Linked DNA regions of Sus scrofa: region 2 is linked to region 1. The links are chromatin contacts, called in public HiChIP or PLAC-seq maps. All regions are on one chromosome and are shown on one strand. The core of a region is the stretch at or near the end of the contact, and the rest is flanking DNA. Distances in the headings are between cores, read along the strand shown.

The links. HiChIP or PLAC-seq counts read pairs in DNA pulled down with a chosen protein or histone mark.
Region 2: an H3K27ac HiChIP or PLAC-seq map of alveolar macrophages shows a contact between it and region 1. The contact joins two enhancer-like sites. A contact is called at or near these places in 2 of 47 Hi-C or Micro-C datasets (embryonic fibroblasts and fibroblasts) and 1 of 2 datasets of contacts at active chromatin or transcription factors (alveolar macrophages).

The regions. Positions count from the first base shown.
Region 1 is chr15:128,833,203-128,838,311 of Sscrofa11.1, reverse strand. No RefSeq gene overlaps it. Among named protein-coding and RNA genes, the nearest start is that of TM4SF20, 22 kb to the right of the region's middle. Within about 2 kb of position 2,986, at least 14 of the 83 cell types and tissues checked have an H3K27ac peak or open chromatin away from gene starts, as enhancers often do. A contact at or near this core is called in alveolar macrophages, where this site is marked.
Region 2 is chr15:128,907,987-128,912,860 of Sscrofa11.1, reverse strand. All of the region lies in intron 1 of AGFG1 (arf-GAP domain and FG repeat-containing protein 1), which reads right to left. Among named protein-coding and RNA genes, the nearest start is that of AGFG1, 12 kb to the right of the region's middle. Within about 2 kb of position 2,595, at least 2 of the 83 cell types and tissues checked have an H3K27ac peak or open chromatin away from gene starts, as enhancers often do. A contact at or near this core is called in alveolar macrophages, where this site is marked.

The DNA.
Region 1 (5,109 bases), core at 1,737-4,236:
ATATCCTCCCAAGGCCTGAGGTGATGAATTCAACTTTTCCTGACAGGAAAGGCAGAGTCTGAAAATTATGCCTGATGGAGAGAAGGAGGAATCCTGGCAACAGACGTGGTGCTGACAGACAAAGAAAAGCACGTCTGACGGGATTTGGACGAGTCACCACGGCGGGGCTAGAAGAGAAAGCGAAACGTGTTTAGAATGAGCCCTTCCTTCTTAGTGGCCATTTACTCAACTCATCCATGTGCCTTTGAGTCGTGGCCCCTCCAGTCTCCAGCCTCATCCGAGTGTGGAATCTTTTTTTTTTTTCATTTCTTCCAACTGATGGACGAAAACATCGAGGTGCACTTTGGGTTGGAAACCCAGTGCTGTCAGGCTGCGTTTTTCACTGCTCTGTTCCCGGTACCCCCGGGGTGACCTGTGAATCCCGCAGTCCCAGAAAATTGTAAGCTGGAGTGATGCGACAGGACGTGGGGGGAAGGAGCTGCAGCAGAACAGCCGTGGTAACAGGTGGACGGAGGAGAGAGAGGCGCGCTTTCATCGGATGGTTTGTTGGAAGTGGGCAGGGTTTAGGTACGAGGTCACGGCCAACACGCTGTTTTTGCTGCGCCCTTTGATCCTTTCTGGAAGGCGAGCCCCAGGCTGCCAATGACACACCCTAAACTTGAACATGCAGCCCTGACTCAGAAGGGGCAGCCAGGGGCGGGGCCTCATGGGGACTTTGTGATGGCACCGCTCATGGTAGGACAGAGGGATTTTCACAGGGAGGGTTCATGGTGTTACCATCTAAAGGGTGGTATCCGTGTAAGGGGAAGCGGGTTGGTTTACGAAACAGATGTCGCCTGCTTCTCATCGCCTCAGATCCTGATTTTTTTCAAGAGATCCTAGCCAAGCAGACCAGGACGTGAAGAAGCCCCATGAGATAAAACAGGCTGTTGCGGCAGGGATCTGAAGTAGCCGTGATTCTCCCACAACAGTGCCTGGCTGTACAGGATCTAGAGGAGTCATGCTTTGCTTCTGGTTAAATAGGATCAGGGATGGCCCCACATAAGACCGAGCAGGTGCGGTTCGCTGTGTGGAATAAACTGCAAAATCAGTTGAATGTGAACAGGCCAGGCCAGAGACCTTCTCTAGGGCAAAGACCAAACCCTTCCATCATCCCCTTCCAGTTGGTGGAAGGTCGTTGCCGTCCCCACTCTCCAGTAAGCAGTCAGATCAACTGGAGCCAGATGGCATCTCTAAAAATGTGGCCTGCAGCCATGCTTGGGAGTTGAATGTGTGACTCGCATTCCCTCTCAGCATAAGAATACATAATGTAACCTAATTAGAAGCTTTTGTGCAGCCAAGGAAACCATGGACAAAGTGAAAAGACAACCTACTGAATGGGAGAAAATATTTGCAAATGATACAACCGATAAGGGGTCAATATCAAAAATATACAAGTACCTTATACAGCTCCATGTCAACAAAACAAACAACTCAATTCAAAAATGGGCAGAGGACCGGAAGAGACAGTTTTCCCAAGAAGACATGCAGGTGGCCAATGGGCATATGAATAGATGCTTGACACCGCTAATTATTAGAGAAATGCAAATCAAAACCACAGTGAGATATCACTTCACACCTGTCAGAATGGCCGTCATCAAAAAAGACCACAAATAACACACGTTGATGAGGATGTGGAGAAAAAAGGAACCCTTGTCCGTTGTTGGGGCGAATGTAAACTGGTGCAGCCACTATGGAAAACAGTTTGAAGATTCCTCAAAAAACTAAAAATAGAGTTACCATATGACCCAGCAATTCCACTCCTGGCTATATATCCAAAGAAAAGGAAACACAGATTCCAAAAGATACATGCACTCCAATGTTCACAGAAAGCATTATTTATAATTGCCAAGATACAGAAGCAATCTAAGTGTCTATCAACAGACAAATGCATAAGGATGATGTCACACACACACATACACACACACAATGGAATACCACTCAGCCAGAAAAGGATGAAATTTTGCCATTTGCAACAACATGAATGGACTTAGAGGGTATTATGTTCAGGGAAATCAGTCAGAAGAAGATAAGTATTGTATGTTATCCCCTATATGTGGAATCTAAACTATACAACAAACTGGCAAATATAACAGCTAAGAAACAGACTCCCACATATTGAGAACAAAGTAGTGGTTACCAGTGGGCAGGGGGGAAGAGGGCGGAGTAAGATAGGGATGGGAATTAAGAGGTCCAAACTCCATCCTATAAAATAAAGAAGCTACAGGGATATATTGTACAGCACAGGGGATAGAGCCATTATTTGATAAATGGAGTAGAATCTATAAAAATATCGAATCATTCTGTTGCTTACCTTAAACTTACATAATATTGCAAGGCAACTATACCCCCCCCCCAAAAAAAGTAAATAGTGCTGGTTGGGACTGACCCAGAGAAAAAAGAAACCAGAAGATGGAAACCCTGAATGTGCCTGAGGTTACTGATTGGGGTCCTATCAGAAAATCAGCTGAAGAAGGGCAGAGCCAGCTGTCTGAGGCAGGGCTGCATTTGAACCCTCAAATTGTGCCTGGCACATGGCAAGTTCATGGTGTTTTCCTCAAATGCATGAGAGGCTTTCTCAGAATAAGGTTTCTGTGATCAGAACCTTCTGCAGCAGAGGAGTTCCCGCTGTGGCATAATGTGATCAGCGGTGTCTCTGGAGCTCTGGTTCCCCAGACCAGCTGCAGTGGGTTAAGGTCCAGCGTCGCCACAGCTGCAGCATAGTCAAAACTGCAGCTCGTATTGGATCCCTAGCCTGGGAACACCATTAAGAAAATAAAGAAATACATAAAGACCACGGCAGATTCCCTGCCATGGTGAAATCTTTTTTCTGATCCCGCAGAGGTCACGTCTTGATGACACCATCATCTAGCCTAGATGGCTGCACAGACGGCACTGGGGTTTCAAACACTAGGATGAAAATTCTTCCCAGCTCCTCACAGCTGACTTTATGTCTGAGCCCCTTTGATTACCTTTGGGGCCAATCTTGCCCCTCCCAAGCCCATTTTATCATCCCTTTAAGGTCCTGGAGTTAGTCAGCAGTCCCGCAGAGGGTGACTTCTGAGCACACAGCGCCCTCTTGTGTCTAATGACATAGTTTCCAACAGCCGCTAAGGCGCAGCCCAGGGAAGCCTTTTGAAGGCTCTGACGCAGAAGGCCTTGCTGTTAAGGCCGAGGGAGAACAAACATGCCCCGTGGCCCCAATGTCCAGAAAAGTCCAAAATATCCTGAATATGGTACTAACCACTCAACTCAGAGCTTTGAAAATTAAAACAAAAATCAGCCACAATAAAAATCCAAATTCAAGAGCTCACAGACAGAAAATCTTACCTTCTAACAGAGCTGGGCATAGCCATAAGCTGAACTAGTCTATGAAGCAGAAGCATGAAGATATCTTCCTGGAGTTCTCCTTGTGGCTCAGTGGTAATGAACCCAACTAGCACCCATGAGGACAAGGGTTCAATCCCTGGCCTCACTCAGTGGGTTAAGGAGCCGGCACTGCTGTGAGCTTTGGTGTGGTTCACACACGCGGCTTGGACCCTGTGTTACTGTGGCTGTGGTGTAGGCCAGCAGCTGTGGTGCCGATTCAACCCCTAGCCTGGGAACTTCCATTTGCCTCGGAACACACATTCTATCACTCCACCCCCCTATACAGGTGCATCTCACCTTCAGAAAATTGCAGATGGGCCTGGCTGTGAACTAAACAGTGCCCCTGAAGGTGTGCAGTGCACAACCTGAACATCCTTAGGAAGCAGCCTTGATGAAATACCTTCTTCACAAAAGAGCATGAAGGTTCAGCCTCTGTCTTTATGATTATTATTTTTTTTCTTTTTGGTCATGCCCATGGCATGCGGAAATTTCTGGGCCAGGGGCCAAACCCACACTACCTCAGTGGACAAGGTCAGGTCCTTAACCTACTGAGCCACCAGGGAACTCTGAGGCTCTGCTTTAAAACCAGGTTTTGCTCACTCTTCAGCACATTTGAGAAATCAGTCAGGCTTGTGCTTTCCTATCTCTCCTTTCAGATTCTTGTCCCACCGTACTTGCCTTCTCCACCCACCATCATGCCTTCTCCATCCTTGTCTTTCAAGGTACACCCTGCTTTTACAGGCACAGTGCCTGACCTCAGATGAGCCAAGTTCCCCGGGCACACTTACAGACCATGCTAGTGGCCAGCAGGAAGAGGAGGTGTTGGGGGCAGCATGGCATTTCCAATAGCCCTTTCTACATCTGTCTTTATCGTCTCTGTGAAGAGACATCTCTCTCTCTCCATTCTCCTCGCTCAGTCTCACTGATCAAAGGACAGCTGGCAGAGTTCCTGTTGTGGCTCAGTGGTAACGAACCTGACTAGGATCCATGAGGATATGGGTTTGATCCCTGGCCTCGCGCAGTGGGTTAGTTATCCAGCGTTGCCATGAGCTGTGGTGTAGGTTGTGGACGCGGTTTGAATCTGGCCCCATTGCTGTGGCTGTGGTGTAGGCTGGCAGCTGGAGCTCTGATTCCACCCCTAGCCTGGAAACTTCCATATGCTGCAGGTACAGCCTTAAAAAAAAAAAAAATTGGCTCAGTTGCAGGAATAAATCTGACCCTTGCCTCCAGACACTCCAATGAGCAGGAGTGATCACACCTGTGTACCTGGCATAGGAGGCGTGTTATTTGCTTTGAGCTAAATTGTTCTGGTAATTTTTTTTTTTCTTCCCGATTTCTCTTTAGAGTAAATTGGGGCTAAAGGGAAAGGGCAGGGCTCTAGGGTTCATAGTTTCCTTCTGTACAAGAGATTAGATTACAGACATAACAACCAAGAGTTCCTGCTGTGGTGCAGTGGATTAAGAATCCAACCACAGTGGCTCAGGTTGCTGCCGAGGCGAGGGTTCGATTCCCCAGCCCGGCGCAGCGCTAGGGGTTAGAGGATTCTGCTTGAATGCAATCTCTAGCCTGGGAACTTTATATGCTATGGGTGCATCCATTAAAAATAATAAGAATAATAACAACCTCTCAGTCCTCTCCAGTCCAGCACCTAAGGTGTAGGATGCTTAACTGGAGAGTTTGATTAGCATTTCACAGGGATTC
Region 2 (4,874 bases), core at 1,346-3,845, 75 kb before region 1:
AGGAGGGGGCTATTAAAAAGTGTAATCAACATTTTTGATTTTGAGAGACAGAATTAAAAGGAGAGGCAACACTAGAAGAGCCAATGGCTGAGATTTTTAAGAGTCAATGAAAGTCATGTCTCTACAGATATAGGAAACATAGCTTAACAAAATCAGCAAAAATGAAATTCATACTAAGAAACATTTGGGTGAAACTTCAAAGATGACGAGAACACCTTTTTTTTTTTTTTCTTTTTGTCTTTTTGCTATTTCTTGGGCCGCTCCCGCGGCATATGGAGGTTCCCAGGCTAGGGGTCCGATCGGAGCTGTAGCCACCGGCCTATGCCAGAGCCACAGCAACGCAGGATCCGAGCCGCATCTGCAATCTACACCAAAGCTCACGGCAACGCCGGATCATTAACCCACTGAGCAAGGGCAGGGACCGAACCCGCAACCTTATGGTTCCCAGTCGGATTCGTTAACCACTGCGCCACGACGGGAACTCCGAAGAGAACATCTTAAAAGCAATATGAAAGAAAAGACAGAGGAAACAAAATCTGACTGAAAGACTTCTCAATGGAAAACAGAAAATAGCAGAATATTATCTTCAAGTAGGAAGAAAAAAGCAACAGTGTAAACCCCAGCAAAAAAAAAAAACTTTGAAGTGTAAAATCAAAATATTTTCAAGATAAGCAAAGATCAGAGTTTACCCCCAGGACAGCTTCACTAAATAAACATACAGTTGGCCCTCTGTGTCCGTGGGTTCCACATCCAGAGATTCAACCAACTAAAGATCAAAACTACTGGAGGAGAAAAATTCCAGCAAGTTCCAAAAAGCAAAATTTGAATTTGCCATATGCCCACAGCATTCACACTGTATTTACAAGGCATTCACATTGTATTAGGTATCATAAGCAATTAGAGATGGTTTAAAGTATACAGGAGGATGGGTGCAGGTTATACGCATCTTACATCAAGGACTTGAGCATCTTCAGATTTTGGTAAACACGAGGCATCCTGGAACGAATCCCCCATGTGTAACAAGGGATGACTGTATACTGCATATACTTTAAGAAGAAAAATAACCCCAAGAAGGTCCTGAGATGCAAAAAGGTGAGCAAAGAAACTGTGAAACACACTGGCAAATGTAAACAAATATCATCTGATTTCAAAGTGTCCTATTTATAGTAGAGGGGAGGGAGCAAATTTAACATTTTGCCACCAACAGCACTTCGTATTTTTAAAGACTTTGTATTATTAGGGGAAGGTTAAAATACTGATTAACTCTACAATATTAGGATGGAGAATAAAAGTTTCAGTGGTGACCATGAAATAACATGGAATTTATAGCCTTAAAACCAGTATAAAGGGGAAGTCAAATCAAAACAAAAACACTGACAATTTTTTTGTGTGTGTGTTTTCTAGGGCCAAACCCATGGCATATGGAAGTTCCCAGGCTAGGGGTCGAATTGGAGTTGTAGCTGCCAGCCACAGCAACTTGTGACCTACACCACAGCTCACGGCAATGCTGGATCCTCAACCCACTGAGCGAGGCCAGGGATCGAACCCACAACCTCATGGTTCCTAGTCAGATTCATTAACCACTGAGCCATGATGGGAACTCCGTCATTTTTTTAATTAAATTAAACATACACTTACCATATGACCTAACAATTCTACTCTTAGCTATTTACCCCAGTGAAATAAAAATCTGTATATAAATATCTGTATGAAACAACTGGGTTGGTTCACATGCATCAAAAACTGGACAACAACCCAAATGTCCCTCAAGTGAGATATGAGTAAATGCACAAGCAGTGAAATACTCTCAGTAATAAGGAGAAATGGACTATCAAAATATGTAACAATTAACATGGAATTTATCCTAAAGTTATACTGAGTGAAGAAGGCACTAAAACCTAAAAAGATTATACAGTCGTTAACCACTGCGCCACGACGGGAACTCCCTTTTCCATATGCTAACTGTGGTCGGAGTTACATGAATCTGTACACATGTTAAGACTCCTAGGGAGTTCCCGTCATGGCACAGCACAAACAAATCCAACTAGGAACCATGAGGTTGCGGGTTCAATCCCTGGCTTCGCTCAGTGGGTTGAGAATCCAGCGTTACCGTTAGGTGCAGTCTAAGTCGCAGACGCAGCTCAGATCTGGCGTTGCTATGGCTCTGACGTAGGCTGGCAGCAACAGTTCCGATTAGACCCCTAGAGCCTGGGAACCTCCAGATGCCAAGGGTGCAGCCCTAAAAAGACAAAACACACACACACACACAAGACTCATAGAACTACACAACAAAAAAGCTGGTTTTAATGTATGTCAACGTAAGAATCCATGTCACTACCTATCGCAGCCACTACTTTTACACAAATTAAATTTTCATTTGCAGACCATCTTCTCCATCTACCAAATCTGATCAGTTAAATGAATGAAATCCAAATTAATCAATACTGAATTATTTACTCATCTAGTTATTTTTAAGACATATTCTGGAAGCTGGAGCCACTTCCCCTTTTTTACTAAGTCTAGTCTAGCTGTATGTGAAGCCGGTGTTTATAAAACACTTTACTATAATGACATTAGTCATAACTACTGGATCAAAGTGTTAGGCAAGTAAACAACATCATTTTTATAGTTCCAATACTGAAGTACTACTCACTCTGGATCCTAAAATACACATTTTAAGTCTCTAGTGAAAAAAAATTAAATAATGACTCACTTAATAATAGTAGCACTGATATTTTGAAAGCATGTTTGCCAGTAAATTGGTTTCAAGAAGTTCCAAAGTCATCTACTGGTGGAGCCCAGTGTTTCTGCAGTGTAATTAAGTCATATGCAGATCCCCAGGAATTTTACTTGTAACGACCACCACCCAGGTATGACAGCAAACCAGATGGAGATGGTGTGACTCATTCCATATGTCCACCAGTGTGCTATTTTTTTTTAGGGCTGCAGTTGCGGCATGTTGGAGGTTCCCAGGCTAGGGATCTAATCAGAGCTACAACTGCCGGCCTACACCACAGCCACAGCACATGGGATCCGAGCTGGGTCTGTGACCTACACCACAGCTCACAACAATGCCAGATCCTTAACCCACTGAGCAAGGCCAGGGATCAAACCTGCAACCTCATGGTTACTAGTCAGATTTGTTTCCTCTGAGCCACAATGGGAACTCCCAGTGTGCTACCCTTAACTATGCCTCAAACAATCTTGCAAATAGTCAAATGTTCAACTCAAATAGCAATGTGTGCTGACGAATACGTAAGAGAGCTTATTTAGCTTATTTATTAATTGTTTTTCTCCTGCTGGGGAAAAAATGGTTAAAATGTTTTATTAGGCTGTGGAAATTTAGGTGGTTGTTAATGTTAGCATAAAGTAATAAAGCTAATTTGACACATAGATCTATCCCAATCTTAGCTATTTAGTAAAAATACTATGTATGAATGTTTCATATTATAAAAATTACACATTTAAGTTCTACAATGAATGGAAAATACCTTTAAGAGATTATCAAAAAATCTACAGACTTTTAATATCAAGATACTATCTGTATCAGATAGTCCAAAATATTAGTCTATCCAGAACCAAACTTTAAAATACTGAAAATACACACACACATCCCCACCCACCCCATAGTGCAAACCATAACTGTTATTTTGGGTTCCTATTTTTAAAAGCGAGAAATACTACACTGTAAGGTCCTTGTAACATTTAGGACAGCACCAAAAAAATAATACTTAGGTAACAATTTAAATCTAATTAAGGTACGCCAGTTAAAAGAGGACAAAATCCAAAAATGTCTGTCTTTACTACCTCCCTAAACCCCACTGAAATGATAGCAAAGGAATAAAAAGGCATTAACCCACAAAGAGGGGGTCAGGGAACAAGGAACGAACTCAAAGGCATACATACTACAGTTCTCTAATAACAAAATTCAGAGAATATATCGGCAGTGAACTGACTCTGCAGAATAAAGCAAACCAAAACAGAAACTCCTACAGAGGTGAGAGAAGCCAACTAGCAGGTGAGTCCCATCGGAGAGCCACTGAAAGATTTACAAAAGGAACCAAAACACAGGTTGGGGGGATTTTCATAGGGTCAAAAATAGTCAGATTCTCAGTTTCCCTACATCCAACAAGACTAGTCCTACCAAATCCTAGGCAGATGTCTGGAGGAAAATTTAATCTGGAGAGACTATAGCAAACAGACTCTGGGTTCAGGCATAGCTGAGGACTGCCACTGGGTCCTCTGATAAAAACCGGAGGCTTATCTGAACAATACATTCTATGTCCCTAGTCCTCTCCCTCAACTGGCTCCTAGAAGAATGGCAGCAAGGCTTTTTTTTTATTTCCCAAGAAGATGAGACAAAATTATCTCTAAACTAATAATAATTAAAAAAAGAAAGCAGGAGTTTCCAAACCAGCACCCCCCTCAAAAAAAGCCTAAGGCACTGAGCAAAACCTTTATGAAAATAATACTTCAATATAAGGTTCAGAACAGCAGGTACAAAAAATAAAAAGATCATATATACTCCCAAAGAGGGAATGGAAAATGGGGCACAGAGAATGAGTAATAAGAACAGCATTAAATTTCTCAACAGCAATACTGAAGGTTTAAAGACAATTAAACAATGTCTTAAAGATTCTAAGGGTAAAATAAACTATTTTCACCTTTGTGAATATAGACAAATCAATACTTTTAAAATGAGGGCAGAATAAGACATTTTTCAGCCATGGAGCTCTCAAAAATGACCTCCTATTAACATTTAATCAGGAAGCTAATGGAAATGTGGGGGTCCTGAAAAGAGAGGGTTCAACAAAAGTCAGGCATAAAGGGAATTTCCAGAATGAAGTAGAAGAAAGTCTTAGGATGACTGCTGC